Regions from separate parts of the Zea mays genome. Here regions 1 and 3 are each linked to region 2. The links are chromatin contacts, called in public Hi-C maps. All regions are on one chromosome and are shown on one strand. The core of a region is the stretch at or near the end of the contact, and the rest is flanking DNA. Distances in the headings are between cores, read along the strand shown. Region 1 holds the start of LOC103626168 (probable serine/threonine protein phosphatase 2A regulatory subunit B''delta). Region 2 holds the start of LOC100384033. Region 3 holds the start of LOC100382215 (Cyclin-dependent kinase inhibitor 5).

Region 1 (2,700 bases), core at 49-2,548, 230 kb after region 2:
CATAATCCCATGCATGTATTATTATAGGTGACCTGCCTTGTGTCTGGTTCCCCATGAGACAAAAAAAACAAGCATGATGTTGCGACTTGAGATCTTTAAACAAGCATGGATTGCTTCCACTATTTTATGCCATTTGAAAACTACCTTTTATTGTAATAGTCTATTGTGTTGAACTATCTTGTGCTATGTTAGACTCTTGTGTGATGTGAACTTATCGCTATTATATTTGAACTATTGTGTTAGACTATTGTATGCTATGAACTTATTGTTATATTGTCTTGTTGATCTATGGTCTATGTAATGCTATATTGTATGATGTGTTGAATGATGAGAACCTACTGCTATATTATCATGTTGGACTATTCTGTTGTATGATGTGAACTTATTGCTATATTGTCATGTTAGAATATTACATTCCATGATGTAAACTTATTGTTATATTGTCATGATGGACTATTATGTTGCACGATGTAACTATTTTATGCACCAACTGAATTATAGTGAATGATAATCAATTTATGCATTATCCGATAAGTACCCGGTATCCGCATGTATCCGGCTACATAACATCCGTATCCGTCCCTTATCCGCCCGACTAAATACCCGGTCCCTATATCCGTATCCGTCCCGTTTCTAACTATCCGTATCCGATCCCGTATCCGATTGAAATACATTAGGGTAGGATACGGGATGACCTACTATCCGTCCGTATCCGCCCGTTTTCACCCCTACATCCCGTCTACTTCATAAGTGAGGTCTTAACAGACACAAAGACTCACTACCCTAGGTACAAAAGCTCTTGTACACTGTTCTCATTACTAAGCGAAAGCTCAAACATTATTTTGAATCGCACTCCATCACCGTGGTAACGACGTTCCCCTGGGGGAGGTGATCCGTAACCTAGAAACCACCGGTAGGATCACCAAATGAGCACACCATCTAGACCCTGGAACGCGTACAAACAACTTTACTTATCAGAGCTAGTTCGAAACACCGACACTAACTAGCAAGTTTTCTAACTAAATAATGTTCCTAACTAAATTTCTCAATAAATTACCAACTAAATATGCGAGAGAAGGTGGGGATGAGGTCTGGTGGCCCTGCAGCGAGAGAAGGTGCGACGAGAGAAGACGCAACCACGACTTTTACTTTTGAGCTAGACGCCACGTAGACACCAGTGCAACACTGGTCGCCCGGTACCTTGCTGCATAAGTCGCGACATCGAGACGTGTTACGTCGATGCCGTGGAGGCGTGAACTGTGACATCGAGAAAAGGGTTTAAAGTTGAAATTACGTTGTCCAGATCAATCGTATAAATTTTAAAAAGATTTAAAATGTAAAAAATTCGGTCAAAGAGAGTAAGAGACCCTAAAACTATGGTATTTTAAAAGACAAATTTATTTTGCTCAATTCTTAATCTCAAACCGAAAGTGGCATCGGAAAGACAAATGTATTTTGCCCTCCGCTGTTATATCGCCGTCGCCGTCTTCCGGTCTCTCCACCTCCTAGCTCGGCTGCTTGCCTAGGGTTTCGCCTGCTCCCGGCCCCGCCTCCAGCCGTCGCTTGAGATCTCGCCGCTGCCGCCACTCGATCCTCCTTCGTTGTTCCTCACTGATCCTGCTGAGCTCGGATTTTCGCCCTTCCTCCCCGCCGGAACAGCGTCCGGACGCGCGGGCGCAGATCTGGGTTTTGGTGGCCCGCTTGTTGTATGAGAAGGCCTCTAAAGCTTGGGAGCAATGGAGGTGGAGCCAGCGAGGAGGGACGCGGCAGCGCTGGACCTGGAGCTGCTGCAGCTGGCGGAGCTCGCGCCGGGCGCGCTTCGTGAGAACTCCATAGCTGATGCACTGTACGCGCAGTGGCTCGTGCTACCTGAGACGACCAAGCTGGTACCCCTTCAACGCGTCCTCTCGCCTTCCTTGCTTGTTGCTTTAGTTTGTGCTTACATTTCCCTGGAAGGCTCAGATAAGTTAGAAACATCGTTTCTACGTTTTGGTTGGTGCCCTTTATGCTGCGGCGAGTACTGGTTAGGTTGTTATTTTGTATCACATTTACCAGCTTATGACTTCGATAAAGTATGATGATGGAGTTTGGTAGACCAAAGTGCAGGGTTCATTTAGTGGCTTGGTTTGTCTTTGTTCGTACTTGTGTTTCTCTGTCTATGATCTTGTATTCTTGTTATCAGAAACTCGCCAATGTAAATTTCAGTGTAACTGGGCAGAAGGGTAAATTTGAGTATAGTACCATATGAGGCTATAGATTACTACCAGACTCAAAGCAACTTAGGTCGGGAATCTGGTAGTGATATTTAGTCTCATTAAGTTACTTCATTGTTATCAGGACTGTTTTCAAGTCGTCCCGATTAGTCACGATTAATCATTCAAGTCGGTTTTGACCAATTACGACTAATCGCCCAAGTTGGCCAGCCAGAACGACCAACAAGTCGTCCGAAAACAATGGTTATCAACACTACTATTGTTTTTTGAATTTTAGTAACTTATATGTGCCATATACAGTGATCTTATTAGTATCATCTGAGCTGTGTTTCACGACAACAATGATATAGGAACTAGTCTGGTGCATGTGAAGCTTGTCTTAGTCTGAATTGATGAATTCTTATTTTCAGCGCTGTCAGAGCCGTTGTGGCATAAATCAGGGCCTGTGCCAAATTCTAAAGTGAGGCCTTGGCAGCCTTGCTAAATA
Region 2 (2,700 bases), core at 92-2,591:
GGATTGAGAGCAAAACAAATAAGCCCTAAGAAAGCCCAGGAGCTCGCTAGTATACTCGCGTGGACCTACACGCTATACGTACGGACAAGTGCTCAATACAACGTATATCGTGTAAAATACTGTTTTATATTATAAACTAAACTGTTTATAAAGTAGCATAAAACAAAATGATATAGGGAGTGAGATAGGACAACAACTAATATACAATCAGACCTTATATGCAAGCGTGCAAGCGAGCCTCTTAGTTTGTTAGATCATGATCTAACTGTAGACATGATCGTGGTTTGTTAGTGGGGTTTCCTATAAATCTACACGAGTTGGTGATAGAATGGTTTAAGTGTTAAATGTAATTCATGATTGAATCATAATCTAACGACGCTTGCATATAAGACCTGATTGCATATCAGTTGTTGCCGTGAGATAAAGGTGAAAAGCCGATGTGTAGAGATGGCAACGGGTAAAAACTCGTTCGCTATTACTTGCCCAAACTCATACCCGTGAAGAAAAAATATGGCCGCTAAAAAACTCATACCTATGACGGGTATAAAAATTTGCCAAAACCCATGCCCATGCGGGTTTTGGGTACCCAAAGGGTTTCCCATACCCACTAACATCAACACGAAAAATAATTCATCATATAAATGATAGTTAATGTATTAATAAACCCGAATAAAAGGAACAAGTGATAACTAATTTTAGCTTAAACTTTGTTACATTGAGTTTATGGCAACGACTGTTGTGCAAGCAATCTTTCTATGCAAGCGTGCAAGCAAATCATCTGATCCGTTAGATCGTGATCGAACCGTAAGTCACATTTAACACTTAAACCCTTCCACCACTAGCTTAATAATCTTTATAAAAAAACCCCTAACAAACTATGGTTATATCTGTGGTTGGATCACGATCTAACGGATCAGATGGTTTGCTTGCACGCTTGCACAGAAGGATTGCTTGCACAGCAGTCGTTGCCTGAGTTTATTTCAATTAGAACATATTCAATTAATAATATTATGAGACATATTTATAAGATATATTGATTTTAAGACGAGTTTTAAAAACACATGAGTTTGCGGGTATGGATAGTGAAAGAACAAGTCCATGCCCACGTACCCGCTGGATTTTCATTTGAACTTATTAATAAACTCATGGGTAGAGAAATTGATCTAAATTCATATTCTAATAGAGCAAAAGCCCACTGAGTTTCAGGTAGCGGGTACCCATTGCCATCTCTAAAAGATGTGCGAGAGGGCTATACATCGCACGGGCCAGACGTGGAGCAGGCCAGGGTCGAGGCCCAACTGGAGCTCCAGGAAGGCACACAGGCCGAAAGCCGCCACCGTTTCTTCATCTCCCATCTGCCGGCGCTCCATCTTCGACTCCCTCCCCGACTCGCGCTCGGCACGCAGGCGACGACGGCGGCGCTCAGGCTCGGGCTCGGGCTCTCAGCGACGGCGGGGCAGTCCCAATTTCGGCGGCGGCGTCAGCGGCTCCCCCTCCCGCCTCTTGCCAATCGCCTCGCGCCCTCGCCTCCGGTCCTCCGCACACCGGCCGGTGACCCTGCGTGCGCGCCTCCCGCTCCCCTCCCGCCTCCGGTGGACCGTTGACAGCGCCCGGCCCCGGCGGCTGCACTGCGCGCCGCGTACGGCCGGCGGGCAGCGGGAGCCAGCAGCCGCTGCTCTACCAAGGCGGCCGCACCGCTTTGGTAGCGCTTATGCCCCAACGAAGCGTTACCCGTCCGCTTAGCGCTGAAGCGTGCGCTTAGTGCCGCCTGTTGGAACCCTGATCTATAGTTGGTCTTCTTATAACTTCTCATAGTACACTTTCAGCAACACATTGGACTACAATGGAGAATATGCGTTATGCTGAGGAGCTCGTGAGGGAGTTTCTAGTTTTCAGGGGTTTCACAAGTACGCTGCAAGCGTATGAGACAGAGTTGTCTACTGAGATTGGCAGGAACTTTCAAGGAGACAAGATCGTGGATTTAGTGTTCTCAGAGTATGTACCGAAATACCAACTGGACAAGTTGCTCGGTCTGTTTGCCTTTTTCAAGCAGTGTTTCATGTCACCTGCGGACACAGAGTTGTTCTCAACCCTTGTTAAGTTGGAGCTGTCAGTATTAAGGTACTATGTTATTAATGCTTTGAAATCTGGAAGACAAGACAAAGTAATTGAATTCTTTGGTGAGAGTGGCAATTATCTGATGCAAAAGCGTGGAGATTGGCTGGCATGGTTTGGTGCGTGTTCTTGCCTTCTTTTTCCTAACTCCTTATACGTCATTCTCATGCTTTGTCAATCTCAATAACAATGTGCAGCTATTCCATATATTAAGAACCCAAGCTTGGATCCACAATTCCGTCTATATTTCTCCAAAGAGTGGCTGGACACTTTGGTTCTTTCATTTAGGAATTTTTTGAGTGGGATATTCAATGATACTCATATCCTTCCATAATATACTCTTTGTTGTATCTCTGGTGGGATGTTTCCCAACATTTTACAATATCTTCTTTCCTATTGACTGATTTATAATGTTATCCCCTTCCTAGGTGAACATCACTGCGATAGAACTCAATGTTCGTGAATGCTATTGTTTCTAACTTTCTATGATTTTTTTGATTTGACATACATAGTGTTATTTGCTGCTACACTGTTTGCCCTTAACTTTTCCACGGACCCCAGCTCTTATGAGAATTAGTAGTGAAA
Region 3 (2,700 bases), core at 39-2,538, 220 kb before region 2:
AAATGAGGCTGTGAGGGAGGGTGAGAGCAGAGGGCGCTTTTTCGAGGGTGGAACAGAGAAATTTCTTGCGAAAAGTAAGGGCTTTTGATTGATTGGTAAAAGATTTGAGGGGTCCCCGGCTACTCGTCTCCTCGCAAGCAAAAGAAACAAGGGCGTGTGCGTCCATGGGGAAGGGGAAAGAACAAGGGGAAAGGAGGCCACTTTTCCGTTCCACTATGGAAAAAGGAGGACGCCATGGCTGGCCACTGCAAGAGACTCCACTAAGCTAGCGGATTAATTGGGCTCTGCCGCTCTGGTACAAGATTGAGCACAACTTATTCGGTGCTTCAGAGAATCAAAGCCAAGCCAGAGGTGGGATTGGGGCTTTTATGGGGTGATGTTGGAGTTTGGACGGCGTCAACCGATTATTGCAAGAATTAGAGACTAATTTCTCGGACACACGGCAGCGACAATGGTTTTGGCATTAAAATATGGGGTGACTTTTGATTTCAAAAGAGAATGGAAGATACACCGCCGAAAAAATTAAGCGCAAGGAGAGCACGGCAAGAATTAGCAAAGGGGTTCCTGGCGTAGAAAAATCCGCAAGAAAGCATAGGAGCTGTACAAGCGTGCTGGGGGGATTCGCATGACTCCCAATTTGAAGTCGAACACACTGCGCGAAAAAGGAAAAAAACGAAAGCATTCAAATAGAAACGCATAGCGCTAAAATTCCAACTTTCTGTCCCAAAAAAAAAATCTTGGTACCACACAATCGGAATCCACTAAACCCAAAACCCGTGCAAGCAACCCAAGAACGCAACAGAAATTTCAATCCAAGAACTCACCTCCCCATGGCCTCCGACTCGAGCATGTTCTCCCCGTACGATGCTTCCGCCTCCTCCATAGCGGCGGGGGCCGTGGCCGCCACCTTCCTCCCGCCGCACCTCCTCACGGACGCCACCTGCGGCGGCAGCTTCTCGAGCCTCCGGCTCCTTAGCTCCAGGTACTCACCGCCGCAGCCCTCCTCCTGCTGCACCTGCTGCTTCTCAAGGCGCTGCAGCGCGAGGGCGCGCGCGCGGGTGCGGACCCCGAGCGGAGCAGCGGCGACATCCATGATGGCAACCTCGCTGGAAACCTTTACCTTGCGCATGTATTTGCCCATGGCCCGGCGGGGCTGGGCAAGCTAGGGTTTCAGGGAGGCCCTCGCCGAGTCGCCGGGTGCACCAAGCGATTCTGTGCGGCGGGGCGGCAGAGGCCAGGGGAAGCGGGGGTTAAATGGTAGGCGGGGCGGGAGCGGTGTACACAGGAGGAAGCCCGGGAATAATTAGGAGAGAAGAGGTCGGGACGGGTGTTGGTGTTGCCATTTAAAGGGTGGCTTAGGTAAGGCTATCCGCAACCGTTTCCCCTAAATTTTTCCCCCTATATCACTTTTTTGGGTCACATCATCAACATTCCACCCCTATTTTTTCATCTCCCGCAGCGGTTCCCTCTAAATACTCCCCCTATATCCCACTACACTATAAAATATCATTTTTTATACATACTTTTCATCTACTATAAATTTTTTATCTACTAACAATTGGAAGCGGGCCCACGTGAACAGTGTTTAGAGGGGAAGAGAGACAACGCCAGAACAAGGGGGAGAGAGAACGTTACCTCTTCGTAGAGCGCTGGCTAGCGTCCACCGCTGCGGCGTTGGGAGGCGCCCTGTAGCCGCCATGCGAGCTACAGGGCAAGGGGAGGGGGCGTCGCGCCGCGTCCGTTGCGGCCAGTCTAAGAGAGAGAAAGCCTGGTGCGAGGGGCGTGTGGTAAGGCCACGTTTGGTTTCAATTAGTTATAGGACCAAACTTTAGTTCTAGACTAAACTTTAGTCCCTACTTGTTTGATTCTAGAGACTAAATAGATTCTAAAGTCATTAAATACACTATCCAAAGACTCAAATGTCCTTGGAATACACTCATGTGGGCTTTTAGTCTCTTTTAGCACCTATGTGAAGGACTAAAGACTAAATCATTTTAGTCTATATTTTAGTTCTAGTGTTTGGCAAAAAAGGGACTAAATGAGACTAGAAACTAGAGACTAATTTTTAGTCCCTCTAACCAAACACCCTCTAAGAGAGGAAAGAGTGATTTTAGTTTTTTTAAGGATCTACCCTGTTTGAATTTACTCCGATTCCTTGAAAACTTGTTTCTACTCTTGATTTCTGAAAACTCACTTTTAGAAAAAAAAAAGTGAATAGGAGTGTTTAGATCCAATAGCCTTTTTTCCATAAACAATCACTAACCAACCAAAACTGATTTTAGTTGGGGTAACTGGTTTTTGGTCCTGTTTAGAAACAAAGTTTGAAAATCATAGTTTTTAAAATACTACAATATACTTTAGTCATGGTAATATCACACTTTAAATACCACAATATTAAAAACTGAGATCGAGACTTAAATTTAAAATACTTTAAAACAATTATAGTATTTACAATGCTTCAGTTTTAAAAACATAGATTTTTGCTGGTTTACCAAATATTGTTCTGTGTATAATAAGTCAGTTTTAATACTGCAGTAAAAACAGGAGTTGCAACTTTGTGTTTTAAGGGGTCTTTTTAGGCATTTTGAGTAATGTATTTAATTTTTATTTTGTAGAGTATACATAAAAATAAGAATATATTTAAATTAGTTTAATATATTCCTGTATTAAAATGAGGGCTACGGAAGTGTAGTGTTTTAA

The links. A called contact is a pair of places that touch in the nucleus more often than the background predicts.
Region 1: a contact with region 2 is called in a Hi-C map of ear, with 2.6 times the contacts expected there. The contact joins the promoter of LOC103626168 here to the promoter of LOC100384033 in region 2. A contact is called at or near these places in 3 of 25 Hi-C or Micro-C datasets (ear, endosperm and tassel).
Region 3: a Hi-C map of ear shows a contact between it and region 2, with 2.4 times the contacts expected there. The contact joins the promoter of LOC100382215 here to the promoter of LOC100384033 in region 2. A contact is called at or near these places in 3 of 25 Hi-C or Micro-C datasets (ear, leaf and tassel).

What each region holds. Positions count from the first base shown.
Region 1 is chr5:30,450,941-30,453,640 of Zm-B73-REFERENCE-NAM-5.0, reverse strand. It overlaps LOC103626168 (probable serine/threonine protein phosphatase 2A regulatory subunit B''delta), which reads left to right and starts at 1,298. Exons shown (of 13, transcript XM_020538292.3): 1 at 1,298-1,886. The coding sequence starts at 1,737.
Region 2 is chr5:30,680,415-30,683,114 of Zm-B73-REFERENCE-NAM-5.0, reverse strand. LOC100384033 reads left to right here and starts at 1,341. Exons shown (of 15, transcript NM_001362240.1): 1 at 1,341-2,234; 2 at 2,313-2,435; 3 at 2,668-2,700. The coding sequence starts at 1,844.
Region 3 is chr5:30,896,826-30,899,525 of Zm-B73-REFERENCE-NAM-5.0, reverse strand. LOC100382215 (Cyclin-dependent kinase inhibitor 5) reads right to left here and starts at 1,288. Exons shown (of 3, transcript NM_001174972.1): 1 at 825-1,288. The coding sequence starts at 1,141.